2 separate regions of the Mus musculus genome follow, and region 2 is linked to region 1. The links are chromatin contacts, called in public HiCAR-type maps. All regions are on one chromosome and are shown on one strand. The core of a region is the stretch at or near the end of the contact, and the rest is flanking DNA. Distances in the headings are between cores, read along the strand shown.

Region 1 (4,279 bases), core at 1,743-4,242:
GGCTTTCCTGCTCTCATGCACTCTGGGTCCCGCTAACCAGCAGTTTCCACAACCAGGGCCATCTCTACCCTGCTGCCCAGGTGAAGTGCAGGGCCTGCTTTCCTGCTCTCACTGAGAACAGTTTGTTTTAGCTCTGTTTAGTCCATAGTCACTTGGTCCCATTACCAACAGAAAAGAGGAAGAGAGAGATAATTAAGATGCATATTTGTTGATGGTTGAGAGAAGGGTGGCACAGAAAGATAAAGAACTGGAGGAGGAGAAAAAGGAGACAGAGGAGAAGGGAGAAGAGGAGGAAGAAGAAGTGGAAGAAGAGAGAAAAGTAGAGAAGAGAGGGAGAGGAGAAGCCACAGGTCCCAACATACCCTTCAAAGGTACCCCTTCACTTCGTCATGTAACAAGAACCCACTTTAAGTTTCTACCAATTTCGTAACCTTGGAGCAAGTTTCTACCAATTTTTAATAGCTCAACTAACTGAAGACCAAACCTTCAATATGGAAATCTTTTATGTGGACCTTTCAGGTGCAAACTATAACTATAACTCATTCATTCCTGGTACAGATAGGGAGGCAGCCTTGCACATAGAGATTTTTTTTTCTCTCCTAGATGCAAATTTCTTTACAAGCATATCTTAAATGTTGTTTTCCAAGCTTCTGGGACATGACAGTACAAACAGCCTTTTTGCCAAAGGAACACCCACAGTACTGCCTAGTCTGGTCTTTACAGTTTACCATTATTAACTTAGGACTTCTCCTTAGGTTGATTTTCAAGAATCAGTGAAATAGTTTTACTCAGTTCTATATATCCCTTTCCCTCATCTTTGAGATCAAGAGCATGCATTGACTTTCTATTTTTGTATTGGATAACCTTTGATTAGTAAGAAAAGCCATGCTACCAAGCTTGTGAGGGTGCTGGCAATCTCTGATCTATAATAAAGTGAAAGAGCTGAGAAAGGCAGGAATTACAACCGGGCTCATCAGAAATCAGAATTTTACAAGTATTTTATAGAACCTATGCCACTATAAGTGTTGCTGTAAGTCTCTCTGATAAGTCATACTATGGGAGTTGGAAAAAGCCAGACACAACACTCTTAGAAATAACTATTTCTTTTTCTCTGTAAGGTAGTGTGCAGAATTGTTAGCTCCATTCCAGTAAGAACCTGCTGACCCCCACTTTACTGATAATGGTCCTTCTAAGTATGTATCTCTTTAATTAAGTCTTATGAACAGGTAAGTTTAATTAGAATATTTATATAACAATGTTATTATAGTATTTGGCTTCAAAAATTAATGATTTTCACAACAGTTTGGGGTGAGCAGGTAGCCCAGCTCTGACAGGCCAGGCTCTGTCAGAAAGCCTTGATATCAAATGTGCCCTGGCAAAACCACAACGCCCAGGAGTAAGATCAGTTCTGAAGGGGCAGCGAACAAGGAGCCCAAGCGAAGCTCCGCTAGGCAGTCAGCCAATCCTGCTTCTGTCGGCGAACTCAAAAATAAAAGGCTTGGGAAAGGACAAATCACGAATCAAAACACTGTGAATGAAAATGAAGAGAGGAACAGTGAGAAACACGCTGAAGTGGCTGACTAAGAATGCCAGGTCTAGCTGCAGAAAAGAGAAAGCCAGAAAGCCAGAGTCAGCCTCTGATGAGGTGGAGGAGAAAGAAGCCGGACCTGACTAATCACGCATCCCCGTCTGCCAGTGCTGCGCGGACTCATTTCTCGTACAACCCAGAGAAATACTGTTATCAAGTATTTTGTAAGTGTGAATATTTTTAGTAGCATTGGGACCATTTAAAAAAAAGGGTGGGGGCTCCCACCTCACTCTGTTTTTAAAGTATTAATGATTTTTCAAGAGGTGAAGTCAGGGGCTGGAGAGATGTGTTAGTAGTTAAGAGGGTTGGCTGCTTTTCCAGAGGAATGAAGAACCCTGGTACTGCACAAAGAGGCACACAAGCAATGTGAGAGCAGCTCAGCAAGGCAACTTCTTTTTCCAAAACGGTGCATCAAGACCTAAACCCCGCTAGCCAGCACATGCAGACGGGTCATAAGCTTAGTTTTTATTCTAAAGCAAATGATAACTGTGTTAGGCCCTTTTGACTGGGGTCTGACATCACTGTCTTGTGAGACTGGCTTGTTTTAAAAGAATTAGTGCAAAGGAAATCAAGGAACGTGGAAAGGGCCCAACTACATAAGTCTTCAGTCATCTGAGTTCTGAGAATGCAGCGGGGCCTTCTGTGAAAACAAAAGTTTTAGTGTTTGACAGAAAGGAATATTTTATGTGTCTTACAGTGTCGATCTAGACTCCTAATAACGTTGATAATGTGCTATGGAAACTGAAGAAAAAAAAATGTGAACAGGAGGAAGCAAAGAAAGAAACATTGGATGACATCGTTAGACATTGCTCTTAAGGAAATTTGTCACTGGATTTGAACCTGGCATGTCACTGGAGAACTGTTAACAAAGAAACACAATACATTACACTTGAGAGTTTGGGTATATGTCTTAAAAATTGTGTAAAAATTGAAATTGTTTATGCCTGGTCTTTGCCCAGTAAACCTCATTTTCATACATGCTCCCCCCCACCCCCTTTTATAATTCAGTTGTGGATAATAATCCTAATTTGTTCAGAACAGCAGAAAGAAAAGCTGACAAAAAAATGGTACCAAATCTCTTTCTAGACTTGCAAATGGCTGAAAATGAGAAAAAGTCGAATGCCCTCTTGTCCTGGCTTTGGCTGAAGCGGAGCTCATCTTTATGCTCTGAGCTTTAGCTTCTGGTCCATCAGTATCTGCATGAGAATCAAAGACGGCTTTCATAACTCCACCCCTTACGTCCAAAGGGCGTTGTTCCCCTGCATCTAACTGGTCGAATGTTGCCAAGTCCAATACTTGGGTGGGATTCAGACCATTTGAAAGTAATTAGAGCGGTGAACACCGGAGCCCTTCAACTCCCTTTGCAGAGCACGACTTTCACCCCAATGAAGACTGAACATAAAGGACAATTGTGCTTCATCCTAACGTATGAATGGAACCAGGAAGTCACCCCTTTGCTCCTGTCCACAAGCACTTCAGAGGTCACAGGATCAGAAATCAGTCAGGAAGTCTTTTCAACTCTGCAGGCCTGTGGTTAATTACACACATCAAGATTGACAGTGAAGCAGGCTGAAAAACTCACTGTTTTTGCATCAAAGGCGGCTGAGTGAACTCTTAGAAAGAGCGCTTTACAACAGGAACAATTTTTGGTGCATATGTGAGAGAGTTAACAACTGTACGGCTAAGTCGTGGTGCAGTTCGATTCTGTAAGTGTTGGTTCTCCCCCTTTCCAGATTCTACAGCTTCAGTAGCGTAACCCTTGCAGCGTTCCCCGCCCCCGCAACCTTCCCCACCCCCACCTCGGCCGTTGCCATCTTGCTCTGCTGGCCTGACTCATGAAACTGCTTTAGCCGATTCTCAAGAAGCTTATTGATCTGCTCGGAGTAATCTGCTGGAGCATCGCAGCGTCTATCTGTTCTACCATCTTTCCTCCAATATGTCTTTGCTCCATTTTCCCCGAGGCTTCTCGTGCCCAGAAAGTTCACTGTGAAAATGACCTTCAATAAATCCACTTCAGCATTTTTTTTTTCCATCAGTCCACAGAAGTCGACTCTTTGCAGCTTTGAAAATCAGAGTTGACTCATCCTTCAGGTTGCAAGCATTTTAAAGCATGGTCACCTTACCTTGCTCTCCTATTTATATCACTATGGTTTAAAAAAAATATTTCTCACTTTGGGCCAGTGAGATGGTTCAGTGGGTAAAGTTGCTTGCCGTGTAAGCCTGTTGACCTGAGTCTGATTTCCCGATTCTGCAGTATTGTCTTCTGCCGTCCATATTTGCATTATAGCACATGCATACTCATATACGTACACACACACACACACACACACACACACACACACACACACAAAATTTTAACTTTTTCTACCTTTTAAAAAATTACATTTTCTTAAAAGTAAGAATAACATAGGTTATAATGATTTTAACTCCAACTTTCCAGTTTCCTTGTGCTGCATGTGTAGACTACAATTCCCTTTTACCAAGGTCATGTCAAAGTCAATACGCAGAAACTCCACCTAAAGTACTCTTATTATGGTTATCTAATTATGCTGACAGTTTTTGCTTTTTAAAGTTTAATGAAGGATAAGTCTTTTATCTTCCCAATAGTCATTAAAACCAAATTACAATGAATCTTTTGGAAAGTTTTCACCACTTTTGACATTTTGACGCTATTTTAAAATAAGGCTAGAG
Region 2 (4,178 bases), core at 1,326-3,825, 170 kb after region 1:
TGGAAGAAATCTTTGAAGAACACTATTTTCTGTACTTCTCCCAGGCTCGTTCTCATTTACCTTTCTTATATATCCCAGGTCTACCTGCCTAAGGAAGGTACTGCCCACTGTGGGCTAGGCCTTCCTAAATCAATTAGTGATCAAGAAAAAGTTTTATGGATATGTTCATAGCTACTCTGATGGAGGCAATCCTTCAGGTGAAGTTTCCTCTTCACATCTACGTCAAGTAGACAACTGAGATTAACCACCACAAGTCTCAACTTGACACAGAAACATGTCTCTGTTAAATTGCAACCTTTCCTTGTCCCCAGTGTCTTATGCCAGAATATAAAGCATAGTCCAAAATTTAGAATCTCACACTTTTTCAAAGTTCTAGTGCTTTTGCCAGGTGGTGGTTTTATATGCCTTTAATCACAGCACTTGAGAGGCAGAGGCAGGAGGATCTCTATAAGTTCTAGATCAGCCTGGTCTACAGAGCAAGTACCAGGACAACCAAGGTTACACAGAGAAACCCTGTCTCAAAAACCCAAACCAAAAACCAAAAAAAACCCCCAACCCAACCCAACCCAACCAACCCATCAAACAAACAAAAAACAAACCAAACCAAACCCTCCAATACTTTGCAAGTCCAAGTTTTCTTTAAAAGTTCTAAGCCTCTTATTTTACTCAAAGCCTTTTGTTTTCTGTAAAATAAAAAACAAAACAAAACTGATTTTTATTTTAAAAAAGATGAGCTAGGCCATAATTATAGTCAAATCAAAATCCCAAATCCCAAATCTAGCAGTGTAAATAGTTCAGTGTCCAGCATCTGGAATTTACTCATAATCTGCCTGCAAAAGATTGAGGCAATTCCACTTTTCCAACTTGCCATTTGTAGTATGCATAGCTTATCTCATGGGCTAAATGCTGCTCCACTTCAACACCTGTTGCTGCCCTCGATGAATGTATCACAGTTCTGAGATTCCAGTATTCTGCAGTTTTGGCTACATCTGAGTCTGCATGTTTAGCCCGTCTTCAGAGTCTCTGATCCTGCTGTCCGTTACTAAGACTGAGCTCTTCTTCATGTCTTTTTCAGTACCTCAGTTTCATGCCTCCCAAATCAATACCACATTGGCTATTCTTACACATTACCAATTTTGGCTTCCTATTTGAAATACAGTCTCATTCCTAGCCCCCAGATCACATCTTTTGTGTGATTTCCCCTTATGATTTCACATCAGATAAATGAACTCTTATTAATCACAGATTGTTCTTCAACCCTCCTTGCGTAGCATCCATTTCCCAACCAGAGAAGCACAGATTTCATTTCTCCAGATTCCTTATCCAAATTATCACATGAAAAGCCCTAGCAGAGTCTTTACTTCTGTCTGAAAGTTTATGATCCTGACATCCTTTGTTGTCTTGCTCCCAGCATTATTTCTCAAGTTTTTAGAATAGTTTTTAGAATAGTGTTTAGAATGTTTTCCTGTGCAGATTTTAAACACTTGCACAATCTTCCCCTTTATCCTCGCTAACAGCATGATTAGATTGATCACAGAAACACCCAACTTCTCATATCAGTTTCCACTCCTGTGATGAATTGCCGAAGACCCTTTTTAGCACCTGTCTGCGTAGAATGGGTCTCTAGTTGCAGGTGGACAAGGAGTCGGCTGATGAATGACAAATAGAAGTGACACAAGAGATTGTGTAGAATCTGAATGTAATTTTTCAAGTCGAGCATCATACTTTTTATACAGAAGAGCAACAAGAAACCAGGTGGGATACATCTGTGAGTTACAGTGACACAATACAAAAGGAATGTATACACCAAAAGAAGGTGGGGATCAGGCCACTGCCACTAAGAAAGGAGTGGAGTAATGCTAGTCTATTGTTAAGCCCACCACCAGGGGTTCTAGTAAATGCCTGATGATGCTGTTTCTTTGGGCCTAGTGAAGAAACCTGTCTCAGGGGGATTCCCTAACTCTTTCATGGTAAACCCACCTATTCACTAGGCCATTGTGAATTCCCCTGTCTGGGAAAGACTGGCTATTGTCCCAAGAAAACACTCTGCAGACCAGCCCAGAGATAGTCCCGCTCTGTTCTTTGTCATGCCTAATTAGTTTCACCATCTCTTTTAGAACTAAATTTGAATGAATAGATAACCTTCTTACTGAATTCCTACTGAATTCCAAGTTTGTCGGCTTCAAGGATTTTCTGTGACGTTGGAACACTGGCGAAGGCTTAGCTATGTCAGAATTCAATCTTTAAAGGCACTTATAATAAAATAATCCTAAAAGAGAGCACGTGGATCCATACACCAGACTAATGCGGAAATAGGATATGAGTATACTGTTTATGAGAATGCCTGGTTCCAGGAGATTAAGTTTCCTTGAATTTCCCTGACTTGTGAGTGCTTCCAAGCCTCTTGGCCTGTCAAGCAGACTTCACTGGAGTGTGAATAGCAATGAATACCATAAACAAAAGAATCTGGTTAGGAAAAAGCTTGTTTACACTTAGCAGTTATAGTCCATCCTTGAGAGAAGTCAGAACAGGAACTCAAGTAGGGCATGAACTTGAAGCTTAATGGTTTGCCCCTAGGCTGACATTCTGTTTCTACCCCAGGCTCACCTTCCTAGAAATCGTATTGCATACAGTAATGTGGGCCCTCTTACCTTAGTTAGTTATCCAGAACACACCCTCATAGGCATTCTCATAGGCCAGTCTGATGGAGGCAATTTTTCAACTGAGGCTTCCTCTTCCTAGTTATGTCATGTTGACCACCAAGACTAGCCAATACAAAGACCAAATATTAAATCTTAGCTTTGTAACCATTAGCTTACATTTTAAACAAGAGTTTTGGCTTCTGTGTCTTGTTTCCTAGCTGATTTTTGTGTATTCTTCAGAGTAAGGGCACATTCTGGGATTCATCCTAGCAGTTGGTGAAGTATAAGACAATGAGAAGTTTTCTCCTAAATATCTTTGGCAGCCCTAGAGTATTTTAAGAGTATTTCATCTGCCTTGCAATCAGAAGACAGTAGAAATAAGAAGCTCTTATCAGAATTGCATATTTTATTAATGGAGTCAGTGTGACTGCCTTTTATGCTTTGTATTGTAAATTAGCCAGTCTTGCTCAAACATAAATGACAGATGAGGTTAAAAGGTTTGGAAAAAAAAACTGTTTACAAATTCAAATGATAAAACTACCCATTTCAAATCATCTTAAGGAATAGTAAATAATAGTTTATCAATAAAATCATTGAGATCAATAAAGTACATTTATTTATTTATTTATTTATTTATTTATTTATTTATTTATCTATTTGGTATTTTCTCTATTTACATTTCCAATGCTATCCCAAAAATCCCCCATACCCCCCCCTTCACTCCCCCCCCCACTACCACTTCTTGGCCCTGGTGTTCCCCTGTACTGGGGCAAATAAAGTTTGCAAGACCAAGGGGCCTCTCTTTCCAATGAATAGAGTTTTAGTAAGTATATATTGAATTTGGTCTTGGTATTTACAATACAAGTCACATTATTAAAGTGTCTTTATTAATTATAACAAATTCTTCATTCATCCATGTCACAAATACTTGGGTGCTTATAATGTATCTGACATCTGAATGAAGAAGACAGAATCATTTCTGTTTAAAGGAATAGTAAATTGAAGACCGCTCTCAATTACACAGTAAAGTTACAGTTAAAGCACAACATTCTTATAAACATTGTTGGTGTTTAGAGATGGGCTACTAAGTTTCCAATTGCCAAGTGAGTTAGTAGGATGTAGAGTGAAAACAGTATTTTAGAAGAGATTTAACCTGGAAAGTCTTAGGGTTTCTTCAATTACTTCTAACAAATTTCCTAACATATAATTCTATTACAAGCAACATTCAATAAATATATTCATATATTTTTCAAGGATAGTTCTCAAAAATCTATTACCTTTGAAGTACACAATGGAGCACTTAATATTCAAAGGAACAGTAAGTTGGAGACAGCGCTCAATAATTACACAGCAAAGTTACAGCTAAGTGCACAACATCCTGATAGATATTGCTATTGTTTAGAGATGGGCCACTAAGTTTCTAATTGCAAAGTGAGTTAGGAGGTTATAAAGTGAGTCGAATTCTTACAATAAGGCTAAGGCTTCTGGGCATTTTTTGTTGTTGTTGCTTTGGTTTCTGTTTATTGTTCTTTTTCA

What was found. HiCAR-type assays count read pairs that join an accessible place to other places.
Region 2: a HiCAR-type map of embryonic stem cells shows a contact between it and region 1, with 4 times the contacts expected there. The contact joins two enhancer-like sites. A contact is called at or near these places in 1 of 484 Hi-C or Micro-C datasets (embryonic stem cells), 6 of 115 datasets of contacts at active chromatin or transcription factors (all in embryonic stem cells) and 1 of 9 other capture datasets (embryonic stem cells).

Annotation. Positions count from the first base shown.
Region 1 is chr12:65,425,444-65,429,722 of GRCm38.p6, forward strand. No RefSeq gene overlaps it. Among named protein-coding and RNA genes, the nearest start is that of Gm25599, 100 kb to the right of the region's middle. Within about 2 kb of position 2,993, at least 34 of the 459 cell types and tissues checked have an H3K27ac peak or open chromatin away from gene starts, as enhancers often do. A contact at or near this core is called in embryonic stem cells, where this site is marked.
Region 2 is chr12:65,591,821-65,595,998 of GRCm38.p6, forward strand. No RefSeq gene overlaps it. Among named protein-coding and RNA genes, the nearest start is that of Gm22782, 28 kb to the left of the region's middle. Within about 2 kb of position 2,576, at least 5 of the 459 cell types and tissues checked have an H3K27ac peak or open chromatin away from gene starts, as enhancers often do. A contact at or near this core is called in embryonic stem cells, where this site is marked.